Regions from separate parts of the Sus scrofa genome. Here region 2 is linked to region 1. The links are chromatin contacts, called in public HiChIP or PLAC-seq maps. All regions are on one chromosome and are shown on one strand. The core of a region is the stretch at or near the end of the contact, and the rest is flanking DNA. Distances in the headings are between cores, read along the strand shown. Region 1 has its middle 19 kb from the start of SVIL. Region 2 overlaps SVIL (supervillin).

Region 1 (7,410 bases), core at 2,852-5,351:
ACATTTAAGTTGTTTCTATGTCTTGGCTATGATGAACAGTGCTGCAATGAGCACAGGGGTGCATGTATCTTTTTGAATGAAAGTTTTGTCCAGATACATGCCCACGAGTGGGATTGCTGGATCATATTTTTATAAATATTTTGTCAAGCTGCCTGTCAATCATATGTTATGAATCTATGAGATGTGCAGGGGAAAACTTCTTGGAGTAAAACTGCATCATCAGTATGGCATTTCTGCAAGACCTCAACCCGTTTACTTGGCAGTATTAAGTTTGTTCACTTATCAAGTCAATCTGAATAATTTCTCAAATGCTTATTAACATGCTAGGCTAAAGCAGATACTATCCTTGCCCTTAGAAGTGGTCACTCACCAAAGATTTAACTTTCAGACTCACAGACTTTGAAAAACTTATGGTTACCAAATGGGACAGGTGGTGGGGGAGGGATGGACTGGGGGTTTGGGACCGGCATATGCACACTGAGGTCTATGGAAGGATTGGCCAACAGGGACCTGCTACAGAGCACAGAGAACTCTACACAGTATTCTGTGATCATTTATGTGGGAAAAGAATCTGAAAGAGAAGGGATGTGTGTATATGTATCACAGAATCACTTTGTCGGACAGAAGAAATGACCACAGCACTGTAAATTAACTCTACTTCAATTAAACTCAAAAATAAATAAATAAGAAAGGTTTAATGCTGAAGTACCTTGAAGGCTAGGAAGAGAAAATAAACAGTGTTATGAAAGTTTATAATTGGAGCACCACCCACTTCTGGGAAGTTCAAGGACAGGCTCCCTGAACATATGATAGCGGAGCTGAATTCTCAAGGCTTGAAAGGGATTCACTGTGCAAAGAAGTTGAGGATGGAAGAAGGGTGAGCAGGGTGAGGTTAGAAGATTATTCCAGGCTGTCAGAACAGCATGTTCAAAGACCTGGTGGCAGGTGCATCCTCGTTACTTTTAGGGCAATGAAAAGCATCAGGTCGCACATCTGGGACAATCTGAGCAACGAAATATATAATGATAGTAATAGATTATATCAAAGACTAAAATCAATATCCATCAGGCCAGAGCCATAATCAACAACTGAATAAATAAAGGAACGGGAAGGAGTTTCTGTTGTGGCACAGTGGAAACGAAACTAACAAGTAATCATGAGGTTGCGGGTTCGATCCCTGCCCTTGCTCAGTGGGTTAAGGATGCAGCATTGCTATAGGCTGTGGTGTAGGTTGCAGATGTGGCACGGATCCTGTGTTGCTGTGGCTGAGGCAATGGCTGGTGGCTGTAGCTTCAATTTGACCCCTAGCCTAGGAAACTTCACATGCCACAGGTGTGGTCCTAAAAAGCAAAAATAAAATAAAAATAAAGGAATGGGAAGAATAGCTATTCTTCACAGTATAATTCCATTTAGTATATGGAAAAAGGATAATGGGCATAGAAATTCACCATTTAAAGAACATCACAGTGGAGTTCCCATCATGGTTCAGTGGTTAACAAATCCGACTAGGAACCATGAGGTTGTGGATTTGATTCCTGGCCTTGCTCAGTGGGTTAAGGATCCAGCATTGCCAAGAGCTGTGGTGTAGGTTGCAGACGCAGCTTGGATCCTGCGTGGCTGTGGCTCTGGCGTAGGCCAGTGGCTGCAGCTCCGATTGGACCCCTATCCTGGGAACCTCCATATGCCGCAGGAGTGGCCCAAGAAAAGACAAAAAATAAAATAAAATAAAATAAAATAAAGAACATCACAGTAATAATTATTGCATCCAAGAATCCTGAACTGGTGATAAAAAAATAAGTGGCAGGCAAAATATGATGAGAAATATCTTACCTAAATTCCAAAATCTCTCTTCTCTCAATAATGAGTTCAATATTGACAATAGAGACTCCTGGCATATACTGTGGTGTAGGTCGCAGATGTGGCTCAGATCTGGAGTTGCTGTGGCTGTGGTGTAGGCCAGCAGCTGTTGCTTCAATTTGACCCCCTAGCCTGGGAACCTCCATGTGCCATGGATGCGGTCCGAAAAAGACAAAAGACAAAAAACAAAAATAAAAACAAACAAAAAAACAAACACCCACCTCCCCCCAGTATTGCATGTTATGGACGAAGAATGTCGCCTGTTCAGTAAACAAAGGATGTGTGGCTACCAAGCCATCAGCCACCCCGACCAGTGCAGCCTGAAGGAAATTCAGGGTGGAGAAAAACAGGGTACTGATTGTAGATAGTCAGGATGCACATCAAAGGAATAATTTTGAGATTTCAAGCCCAGACTCTTGCCTCTTCCCAGACACAGAAAAGCACTAAATGCATTCATTTAAGATGTCTGTTTTTTCTTTAACTAGTAGTACTCTTTTGATATCCTACTACCCTGTTTGGGTTTTTTTTTGGGGGGGGGGTTGTTTTGTTTGGTTGGTTGGTTTGTTTGTTTCAAAAACTACTGCATATCCTCGCTCTTTCCTTGCCTCTGTGGAGCAATCCCTCAGAGCAATCTGAGAGGCTATATCCTGGACGTAAGTCCTCAATCAGTCTGCCGAATCAAATATAATTCTCAGCTTTTAGGTTGTGCATTTATCTTTTTTTTTTTTTTTTTAACAGCCTTACCCTTGGCACACGGCATATGGAAGTTCCTGGCCTAGGGGCTGAATGGGAGCTGCAGCTGAGGGCTATGCCTTAGCCATGGCAACCCTGGATCCAAGCCACACTGCAACCTACACCACAGCTCGTGGCAACGCAGGACCCTTAACCCACTGAGGGAGGCTCGGGATGGAACTTGGGTGCTCAGAGACAACATTGGGTCCTTAACCCAACTCTGGGTTGCACATTATTTAAAATCAACACTATTAACATTAATTTCCTGGTTTTGATCATTATACTCTGGTTATGTAAGATATTCACATTTAGGGAAGTTGGGTGAAGGGTATAGGAAAGATCTTTGTACTTTTTTTTTTTTGTCTTTTTGCATTTTCTATGCTCCCGTGGCATATGGAGGTTCCCAGGCTAGGGGTCTAATCGGAGCTATAGCCATTGGCCTATGCCAGAGCCACAGCAATGCAGGATCCAAGCCGCCTCTGCAACCTACACCACAGCTCTTGGCAATGCCAGATCCTTAACCCACTGAGCAAGGCCAGGGATTGAACCTGCAACCTTATGGTTCCTAGTCGGATTCATTAACCACTGAGCCATGACGGGAACTCCAGGGAAGTTGGGTGAAGGGTATAGGAAAGATCTTTGTACTATTTTTGCAACGTTTTTGTATGTCTGAAATTATCTTAAAATGAGCAGTTAAAGAAATAAGGAGTTAAAGGAAGAAAAAGTGAGTCAGCTGAACCACAGAAAGGGAGAAGAGGCTGGTGAGGTGGCAGGTTGAGACCACACAGGAATTTGTAGTCGATGTCAGAAACTGGAGTTTCAGAGTTCCCATTGTGGCTCAGCGGAGACGAATCTGACTAGCATCCATGGGGGTACAGGTTTGATCCCTGGCCTCGCTCAGTGTGTGGAGGGTCTGAGGTTGCCATGAGCTGTGGTGTGGGTTGCGGACTTGGCTCAGATCTGCTGTGGCTGTGGCTGTGTCCCGCGGCTGCAGCTCTGATTCAACCCTTGGCTTGGAAGCTTCATATGTTGCAGGTGCGGCCCTAAAAAGATCAAAAAAAAAAAAAAAAAAAAAAAAAGAAAAGAAAAAAAGAAAGAAAAAAGGAAAAACAAAACAGAAAAGGCAGTTGGATTTGAGAGGAAATGAAGCTCAGAGGCAACCTCTGAGGCAGAGAGAAAAATTGGTCATTGAAGCAACTTTCGGGCAGGACAGTTGGAGAGAGACATGTGAAGGAAAGAGTTATGATTTATCCTATAAAATATAAAAAGTGAGTTATAAATAAAGTTCTGTGTGAGCAGGGAGAAGAGTGGCTGAGAATGGATTTCAGAATGGATAGAGATGAGCTCGGAAGAATGGATGGGATCTGTTCGGCTGATGCAGGAAAATCTTCAGAAGTTCTGCAGGAATAGTGCTCTGTTCCTTTAACTGGTGGTGGGTCTGGTCCCCACTGGGCCAGCAAACAGGAAGTTAGTCAACTACCTGGTCTCTATAAGTGGGACAGAGACAGTGTGTTTTCGGTTCCTCAACTGGTCTTTCTTTGCTCTTTTCCCTACTTGGGTACAATTTGACCTTTATCCATAGCACGTAATGTTCCAGATTCTTCCTCTTTCCCCTCTTCCGCAACCACCTTCCACCCAAAGTCCCCCAACCCTCCAGCAGGGCACTGCAGACTATTTGAAAGGTGATGGTTCTTTCAAAAATTACTTGTTGTTCACATGCTGTCTTTTTTTTTTTTTTTTCTTTTTAGGACAGCACCTGTACAGCAAAGTACCTGTACCAGAAGTTCCAGGGCTAGTGGTCAAACTGGTGCTGCAGCTGAGGCCCACACCACAGCCCCAGCAGCACTGGATCAGAGACACAACTTGTGGCAGTGCCAGATCCTTAACCTGCTGATCGAGGCCAGGGATCAAACCTCAAGGACACTCTAAGGGGTTCTTAACCCACTGAGCTACAACGGAACTTCTTGTTGATGACTTTTTAAAAAATGGGATAATTTTAGTGGAAAGTCTTGTTAAAACATTTATTAAACTAGCAAGGAGAAGCTGGTAATTGAAATGACAACAAATAGTACAGGAGCATCAAAATCCATGAAATGCTTAGGGACAAATTTAGCAAAATGGACACAACATCTGAATAGTAAGAATTACAGAATGTTTCAGAGAGAAATGAAAGAGACCTAAATAAATAGAGAGAAATATTATATTCCTGCATTGGGAGGTACTGTTTTCATATCAGTTCTTTCCAAAGTGATCTATGGAATCAATATTCCCTCCGTAAAAGTTCCAGCAGGTTTTAAAAACATACCAATTGACAAGCTGATTCTAAAATTTATATAGAAATGCAGAAGATCTGTAGTAGCTAAAACAGTTTTGAATAGAAGAGCAAAGTCAGAGGTCTTATATTGTTGCCCTTAAGATCCTTAGGGGATTGCTTTCAGGGTGCCCCACAGATACCCAAATCCATGGACGTTCAGGTCCTTTTTCTTTTTTTTTTTTTTTTGTCTTTTTGCCATTTCTAGGGCGGCACCCTCGGCATAGGGAGGTTCCCAGGCTAGGGGTCGAATCAGAGCTGTAGCCACCGGCCTACGCCAGAGCCACAGCAACTCGGGATCCAAGCCACTTCTGCAACCTACGCCACAGCTCACAGCAACACCGGATCCTTAACCCACTGAGCAAGGCCAGGGATTGAACCTGCAACCTCATGGTCCCTAGTCGGATTCGTTAACCACTGAGCCATGATGGGAACTCCTCAAGTCCCTTTTATAGAATTGTATCATATACACACATAATCTAGGCAAATCCTCCCATATATTTTAAATCATCTCTGTATTACTGACAATGCAATGTCAATGCTATGTAAACAGTTGCCCATGCACAGCAAATTTAAGTTTTGATTTTTGGAACCTTCTGGAATTGCTTTTAAGAATATGCTCAGGAGTTCCCATTGTGGTGCAGCAGAAACTAGTATCGAGACTAGTATCCATGAAGATTCGGGTTCGATCCTTGGACTCGATCAGTGGGTTAAGGATCTGGTGTTGCTGTGGCTGTGGTGTAGGCCAGCAGCTGCAGCTCCAATTCAACCCCTAGCCTGGGAACTTCCAGCTGCCTCCAGTGAGGCCCTAAAAAAAAAAAAAAAAAAAAAAAGATATTGGAAGACATTGGAGGACTGGACAGAGCAATCTTGAGAAAGAAAAGCAGAGCTGGAGGAATCAGGCTGCAGCTCTGAGTTGACCCCTAGCCTGAGCATTTCCATATGCTGCAGGTACAGCGCCCCCTCAAAAAAAAGAATGGGCAATTAGCACATGAGAGGGTCCTTCAGGTCAAGAGGTAGAGAGAAATGCAAATGAAAAGCACAAGAGAACAACTACCCACCCATTAGAATGTCTTAAAGAGGTAGATGGAAACTATTCCAGTTAGAATGGAAAAGCAATGAGGTCCTACTGCACAGAACAAGGAACTCTAGCCAGTCTCTTGGGATAGAACATGATGGGGGATAGTAATGAGAAAAAGAATGTGTGTGTATACATATATGTATGTGACTGAGTCTCTATGCTATATAGCAAAAATTGATGCAATATTGTAAATAAACTATAGTTTAATAAAAAAAAAAGCACTTTGGGAGTTCCTGTCGTGGCTCAGCGGTTAACGATGACTAGGAACCATGAGGTTGTGGGTTCGATCCCTGGCCTCGCCCAGTGGGTTAAGGATCTGGTGTTGCTGTGAGCTGTGGTGTAGGTTACAGACAAGGCTTGGATCTGGTGTTGCTGTAGCTGTGGCGGAGGCCAGCAGCTACAGCTCCGATTAGACCCCTGGCCTGGGAACCTCCATGTGCCACAGGTGCGGCCCTAGAAAAGACAAAAAATAAAAATAAAAATAAAAAAACACTTTGGAATGAATAAGCAGTGGGATCCTGCTGTATAGCAATGGGAACTATGTCTGGTCACTTGTGACAGAACTTGATCATGTGAGAAAAAAGACTGCATACATGTATGTGTCACCTTGCTGTGCAGTAGAAAATCAACAGAACGCTGTAAACCAGCTTAATGGAAAAAATAAAAATCATTATAAAAAAAATAAAACATTTTTTAAAATTAAAATTTTTTTTTTTTTTTTTTTTTTTTTGCCATTTCTTGGGCTGCTCCCGCAGCATATGGAGGTTCCCAGGCTAGGGGTTGAATCGGAGCTGTAGCCACAGGCCTACGTCACAGCCACAGCAACGCAGGATCCGAGCCGCGTCTGCAACCTACACCACAGCTCACGGCAATGCTGGATCCTTAACCCACTGAGCAAGGCCAGGGATCGAACCTGAAACCTCATGTTTCCTAGTTGGATTCGTTAACCACTGAGCCACGACGGGAACTCCTTTAAAAATTAAAAATTTTTAAAAAAGAGAGAAAGAGAGAGAGCGAGGGAAAAAGACATACCAAGCCCATAGCCAGTGTTGGCAAGGACCTAGCAAAGGGACTCACACCGTTGCTGGTGGGAAGGCAAAATGCTGCAACCACTGTGGAAAGCACTTTGGCAGTTTCGAGGCTCCACCCAGAAATCCTATTCCTAATATTTACCCAAGAGAAATGAAAACACATGTCCACAGAAAGATGCGTAGACAAATGTTCATAGAAGCTTAATTTGTAACAGCCCCAAGTGGAAACAACCCTAATTTCATCCACAGGTAAACCGATCAACACACTGAGGTATCATCAGACAATGAAATGCTAGTGAGCCATAAAAACAGAAAACTACTGCTTAGACACAGTGACAGGGATGGATCACAGAAACATTCTGCTGAGAAAAAAAAAAAAAAAAACCCTGACACAGCAA
Region 2 (7,410 bases), core at 3,552-6,051, 170 kb before region 1:
GGAAAAGGCCAGAAAGGCCAGAAAAAAAAACCACACAGACAATTAGTCTATGACAGAGGAGGCAAGAATATACAATGAAGAAAAGACAGTATCTTCAATAAGTGGTGCTAGGAAAACTGGACAGCTGCATGTAAAATAATGAAGTTCATGTCGTGGTCCAGTGGAAACAAATATGACTAGGATCCATGAGGACGCAGGTTCGACCTCTGGCCTTTCTCAGTGGGTTAAGGATCCAGTGTTACCGTGAACTGTGGTGTAGTTTGCAGACCCAGCTAGGATCTGGCGTGGCTGTGGCTGTGATGCAAGCCAGCAGCTACAGGTTCGATTTGACCCCTAGCCTGGGAACCTCCATATGCTGTGGGTACAGCCCTAAAAAGACAAAAAAAGAAAAGAAAAAAGAATACTCTCCAATATCATGCACAAAAATAAACTCAAAATGGATTAAAGACCTAAATGTAAGAATGTAAGACTGGATACTATAAAACTCTTAGTAAAAAACATAGGCAGAATCCTCTCTGACATAAACTGCAGCAATTTCTTTTTCGATCCACCTCCTAGAGTAATGAAAATAAAAACAAAAGTAAATAAATGGGACCTGATTAAACTGAAAAGCAGTTGCACAGCAAAGGAAACCATTAACAACAACAACAACAACAACAACAAAAGACAACATAGAGAATGGGAAAGAAATCTTAACCAAGAAAGCAACCGACCAGGGATTAATCTCCAAAGCATATAAACATCTCATACAGCTTTCTATCAAAAAGACAAACACCACAATTCAAAAACGGGCAGAAGATCTAAGCAGACATGTCTCCAAATAAGACAGACAGGGCCAAAAAGCACCTGAAAAGAGGCTCTGCATCAATGATTATCAGAGAAATGCAAATCCGAAGCACAAGGAGGTCTCACCTCAAGCTAGTCAGAACGATCATCATCAAAAAGGTTTGTGATTCATTTTGAATTCATTTTTGTGCCTGGTGTAAGGTCTAGATTCTTTTTTCCTCGTTGGTTGTTTTTTGCATGTGGCTATCCAGTTGTCCCAGCACCTTTGATTGAAGAGACTCTCTTTGATGCATTGCAAGGGTGTCTCTGCTCTTGTAACACACGACTCACTATACTGGCCTGTCTGTCTCTCCAGACTCAGGGGCAGTGGTTTGCCCAATGTCCTCCCCTCTCCTACGAACCCAAAAAGAACTGCTGATTTTTCCATCCATTTAGCCTTCTACTTGTTATTGAGATGAAGTGGTGACTTCCAAGCACATTATGTGCAGAACCAGTAACCCTGGAGTCCTCTGATATTTTTTATTGGTCTTTTTAGGGCCATACCCACAGCATATGGAAGGTCCCAGGCTAGCAGTTGAGTTGGAGCTGCAGCTGTTGGCCTACAGCCACAGCCACGCCAGATCTGAGTCGAATCTGTGACCTACACTGCAGCATGCGGCAATACCAGATCCTTAACCCGATGAGTGCAAGGCCAGGGATTGAACCCCAGTCCTCATGGATACTAGTTGGGTTCGTTACCACTAAGCCACGGCAGGAATGCCGAGTCCTCTGATGATTGTTAACCGCAGCAGGGAGCTGGTGGGGCCAGGCGGTGGTGATGCAATTCCAAGAAAAATCTGCAATAATTAGAGACTGACAACTTTACATCTAAAAGGAACATTAGGGAGAAGCTAGGAAAATCATCTCCTATATTAGATGAGGAAGAAACAGAGCACTAGGGGCGTACCTTGCTGTGGGTTCACACTTGGTGAGTGACGGAGCACTAGGACCCCGGGGAGGGGGCCTCAAGATCCTGATTTCCTTCCAGTCACCACCGCCCCCACTCCCCCAGGAGGCAGGGACCCTGGGTCTGTCCGTCTTTGCCTGTTTAGTGCTGAATACTTATCTGGCAGGTAGCAGACCTGCAGGGGATGTTGGCTGAATAATCACAGGAAATAATGAATGTTCTTTTCTAAAGGCTAGAGATGCCGATCTAAAAATGATCAGGAGCTTGGGCTTATCAGACACAACTTAGAATAGATTTACAAGGAGATCCTGCTGAATAGCATTGAGAACTTTGTCTAGATACTCATGTTGCAACAGAACAAATGGTGGGGGAAAAAATGTAATTGTAATGTATACATGTAAGGATAACCTGACCCCTTTGCTGTACAGTGGGAAAATAAAAAAATTAAAAAAAAAAATAAAAAAATGATCTGGATTGATTTGATTTGATTTTATAAATGTTTTTGATCAGAGGTGATTTACAATGTTGTGCCAACTTCTGTTGTACAGCAAAGTGACCCAGTCATACATATATATATATTCTTTTTTTCATATTATCTCCCATCTTGGTCTATTCCAAGAGACTGGATATAGTTCCCTGTGCTGCACAATAGGACCCCATTGCTTATTTATTCTAAAGTTCATGGTTTGCATCTACTAACCCCAAACTCCTAATCCATGCATTCAAACCGGATGGATTTAAACTGATTTCTGGGGCTCCCTGGTAGCCTAGTGGTTAAGGACCTGGCATTGTCACTGCTGTGGCTGGGGTTCAATCCCTGGCTCAGGAACTTCTGCATGCTGTGGCCACAGAAAACAAAAAACAAAAAACAAAAAACAAAAACCTGACTTCTAAGCTACAAACTTAATTTCTATGCCAAATTAATTAAGGCATAGCAATATAAGGGATGCTAATGCTGGCTACTACATGGGGCAGGGATGGCATCTGGCATTTTCTCTGTACTGTTGATGATTCCAACTCTCAGAAAATTGGGATGAAAGGGCAAATAAGGCAGGTGAAAAAAACTCCACAAGGAACAATCTTAGTGCTGTGGGTAACTGCAGCAGAAAGTTGACTGTCAGGCAATGACTAGGAACAAGAAGACAAAAGAAAGCAGTTGCAAAGACAGGAAGAAGGGGAGGAAATTGTGGAAGCACCTGATTCTGAACATGAATCATTAGATAAGATGGAATGAGGTTTATATTTACACATAATCCTTCCAAAAGGATTTAGTTTAGAAAGCACATGGAGTTCCTGTCGTGGTTCAGTGGAAACCAATCTGATGAGGAACTATAAGGTTGAGGGTTCGATCCCTGGCCTCACTCAGTGGGGTAAGGATCCAGCATTGCTGTGAGCTGTGGTGTAGGTCACAGACATGGCTCATATCTGGCATTGCTGTGGCTGTGATGTAGGCAGGCAGCTGTAGCTCTGAATAAACCACTAGCCTGGGAACCTCCACATGCCACAGGTGCAGCCCTAGAAAGGACAAAAAAAAAAAAAAAAAAAAAAGAATTATCCTTGGTGAATCTAAATGCTTCTTTTGAATTATTATGGAATAATTCTACTTTAAGCTTTTTAAATGAAAATTCCAGCCCAGGATACAAAGAACTAGGACATTCTCTTTAAGTTGGTCATGAGCTCTTATTAGAATTGTCTCGCCCTTCAATTATGATACAAAGCAAACAGATTTAAATATGGCTCGACTGTTGAAAAGAAAAACCATAGATGTCTTTATGAAACTATGGATATGCAATGTAACCTCCTACTTAAGGAACCCCTTCACATGAAACCAAAAAAGACAATGAAGAAATCTACATTTTACAGCAGTAAAAGTTACCAGGACATTTTTTTTTTCCCTCCAATAACTAGAAAGAATAATAACCATTTAATAATATATATATTTTTTTTCATTTTAGGGCTGCATCTACGGCAGATGAGGGATCCCAGGCTCGAGGTTGAATCAGAGCTGCAGCTGCCAGCCTACACCTCAGCCACAGCAACACCAGATCCAAGCCTCATCTGCAACCTGCACCACAGCTCACAGCAACGCCGGATCCTTAGCCCGCTGAGCAAGGCCAGGGATCGAACCCGAGTCCTCATGGACATGAGTTAGGTTCTTAACCAGCTAAGCCATAAGAGGAACTCCATAATAGTATATTTAATAATTATAATACAGTAGCACAAGATCTCCTCCCATTATTCTGTAGGTTAACATATTTTGTTTATCTGCAGAAAAAACTATGTTGCAATTGTGATTTTCTTAAATTTTAGGGAGAAGATATCTTAAGTTAAAACTGAGATCACTGAACCACCAGCTCAGCATTGCTGCTCCTACACAAGACACACAAAATTCTCGGCCACTACATCCCCTTAGAAACATTCATCTTGTCCATTTTAATTTTTTTATATATGCAATGATTTTTTTTTTTTTGGTCTTTTTGTCATTTTCTTGGGCCATTCCTGAGGCATATCGAGGTTCCAAGGCTAGGGGTTGAATTAGAGCTGTAGCCACCCGCCTACGCCAGAGCCACAGCAACGCGGAATCCGAGCTGCATCTGCAACCTACACCACAGCTCATGGCAATGCCGGATCCTTAACCCACTGAGCAAGGCCAGGGATCGAACCTGCAACCTCATGGTTCCTAGTTGGATTCGTTAACCACTGCACCACGACGGGAACTCCTATATAATGATTTTTATTTTTTTCCTTATAGCTCGTATACAGTCATCGTGTCCATTGTCAAAGCACTATTGTCTTCAATACTCAGAAGCAATGCTTTACTGAAGTAAAATATTTTACTGGATGTTTCCGAAGTGTTTATGTATTTATTTATTTATTTTGCTTTTCAAGGGCAGACTCCAGACACAAGGAAGGGCATATCTGAGACCCAAGACAAAGACAGAAGTCGGTGTTGCCTGGTGGAGGGTGAGTGTCGCAAAGAAAGTGAAGAATGTGACCAGCAGATGACTGTCTGCCTCCTCCCTCCCTTCACAAGGCCCTCAGCTCCTCGCAGGACAGGCTAAGGATGTGACCAGCGGATAAAGCAATGACTCAGGCATACTACTTCCGGAAATAGACCCAAGGAAGTGACCAGGAGTGGGTACAAGGATGCGTGTACCAGGATGGTGGTTATAAATGTATAAAACTGGAACTACCCACGCAGGGCGAAATGTAGAAGAATGGGTACATAAATGACGCAGGAAAACCAGGGTTGAAACTAATGGGCGATTTGAACTTTTTCATGTTTTATTTTTGTTGTTGTATGACTTTTTTAGTTAAATTTATTTTTTTTCAGTAGGGCACAGATGATTTCCAGTGTTGTGTCTTCCCATCACAGTCTATCCCAAGAGACTGGATATAATTCTCTGTGCCGTATAGCAGGATCCCATTGCTTATCCATTCTAAATGGAATAGTTTGCATCTACTAACCCCAAACTCCCCGTCCATCCCACTCCCTTCCCCCTCCCCCGGCAACATGTTAGACACACACACACACAGAATATCAGAAAGGTAATAAACAGACCAGAACATTAATTCTCTCCCAACTCAGACATAACTCTCTTCCCCTCTCTATTTCCAAAGGTTCCACCACAGGCAGGAACTACTTCTGTAATTGCCAAAACAATCATGTACTAACAGAGAGGAAGGTAACAGGTCCTTCTGAAACCCCCAGGCTTAGATTTGGCCAAAAAATCAAGACTGGAAGTTTGCCCATGGGCATGTGGAATAAGATTCCCTTGTGCATTTCTTCTAAACCCACGGTACGCATTTCTTGGTGATAAACACGGGAGCTGACCCAGAGTTTTGTCAACATCCTCTATAACCTGCAACACGGACCTTCTCAAACTTGACCCCAGGTGGGCCCCGATCACGGAACTGCCTGGATCAACCCACCCCCAGCAACCAGCACGGAATCCACCTGTGAAAGCCCCTTCTTGACTCCATTCTCCCTTGGGGCTTCTCTTTTGCCAGTTAAACATTTTCCGCTTGGAGACTTTCGTTGTCTCCTGGATAAAGGATTATATAAACTTGAGGGACAACCCCTGCATCTATAGCACAATGTCTGGCTCAGAACAAGGACCCCTAAATCCTGGATAAATGGATAGGTAAAGGAATGAGTGAGTAAATGAATAAGCTAATGAATGAGTGACTAAGAGAGTGAGTGAATGAATGAGTAAATGAGTGAGTGCATGAATCAGTGAATGAGTGAGTGCATGAAGCAAGTAAACAGGCAAGCAATGGAATCCCTACTGTTCATCCCACTCTTAGACCCCGTCCCATTCCCAATCAACTCTATTTCTTAGTAGGAGGCATAAAGGAAAAGTTAGGACCACTTTCTCCTTGAGGCTATAGCTCCTAACTCATCCTGTCTTTCCTAAAACGTGAAGCGATGATGCAGAATATTAACATGCGTGCGTTGCAGGGGAAACAGGGAGAAATGGTCAAGGATTCACCTGGGACATAGTGTAACAGAGACAAAACAGGGGGACAATTCCTGTCATCTAGCCGTGGACCATGTCGCTACAAGTCCCGCTAAGAAGGGTCACTTCCTTCATTGCCAAGGTCAGAAGATACAGAATCTGACGACACAGGATCAAGGTGTTAAGCCATCAGGTAATGAGCAGCATGGTCACAGCCGGGACTCAGGATTACACCTTGGCTAGACTGAGAAGCCAGTGGTCCTGGCTGATAACATTCAGTGTGCCTGTGAGGCGAGGGGCAGCTGTCCTTTGGGGGTTATTGCTGCGGCAGAGAAAACAGAACCAGAGCCAACGAAAAGGGAAAGAGCCGAACACCTCAGTTGGCACAAGCCATCTTCTACCATACCCAGTATGATGATGAAAAGAGGGTAAGACCCACACCCTCACTGGCAGAGGAAGGCAGGCGTGATGCTCAGAGCTCTGGGGCACCCTGCGCACCTGGTCCTCGGCAGGATTCCACTGGCATCCTCATCAGCAGATGAGAAGACTGAGTAAGGGTACGACCTGGGATAAATACTCAAGCCTAGCTTGACCTCTTAAAATGCCTTTCAAAAAGCAGAACAGGCACCCTCTTGGGCAGCCAACATAAAATCAAGAGGGAAATACGAAGGTGAGGGCATGATGAAGTAAGAAAGTGACATGGAAGCGCCTTGAAAACGGAAGTGTGTTATTTCACCCAGGCAGGGAACCTACATATTGCAAAGGGATGCAGGTATAGGGGCCCACGGTCTATATGAGGTCTTCCTGTGCTGCCTGAATAGCTCTGGGGTGGCTCCCCACCCCCTCGTCCACAGGAAAATGAGCTGAAACTGAAGGCAACATAGCACAGCGTGAAGCAATGACTAACAGATGTCTGTCCGGATACACACTACAGAGACTTAATGGTGCGTTCTTTAAAATTAAGAAGCATGGGAGTTCCTGCTGTGGTTCGGTAGGTTAAGAGCCCGACTGGCATCCATGAGGATGTGAGTTCAATCCCTAGTCTTGCTCAGTGGGTTAAGGATCTGGTGTTGCTGCAAGCTGCGGCGTAGGTCACAGATGTGGCTCAGATCTGGCATGGCTGTGGCTATGGCTGCAGTGTAGGCTGGCACCCACAACTCCAATTCAACAACCCCTAGCCTGGGAACGTCCATGTGCTGCAGATGCAGCCATAGAAAG

The links. HiChIP or PLAC-seq counts read pairs in DNA pulled down with a chosen protein or histone mark.
Region 2: a contact with region 1 is called in an H3K27ac HiChIP or PLAC-seq map of alveolar macrophages. The contact joins two enhancer-like sites. A contact is called at or near these places in 1 of 47 Hi-C or Micro-C datasets (skeletal muscle) and 2 of 2 datasets of contacts at active chromatin or transcription factors (alveolar macrophages and skeletal muscle).

What each region holds. Positions count from the first base shown.
Region 1 is chr10:41,153,287-41,160,696 of Sscrofa11.1, reverse strand. No RefSeq gene overlaps it. Among named protein-coding and RNA genes, the nearest start is that of SVIL, 19 kb to the left of the region's middle. Within about 2 kb of position 4,101, at least 1 of the 83 cell types and tissues checked has an H3K27ac peak or open chromatin away from gene starts, as enhancers often do. A contact at or near this core is called in alveolar macrophages, where this site is marked.
Region 2 is chr10:41,325,037-41,332,446 of Sscrofa11.1, reverse strand. The region is part of intron 3 of SVIL (supervillin); the gene reads right to left. Among named protein-coding and RNA genes, the nearest start is that of SVIL, 150 kb to the right of the region's middle. Within about 2 kb of position 4,801, at least 1 of the 83 cell types and tissues checked has an H3K27ac peak or open chromatin away from gene starts, as enhancers often do. A contact at or near this core is called in alveolar macrophages, where this site is marked.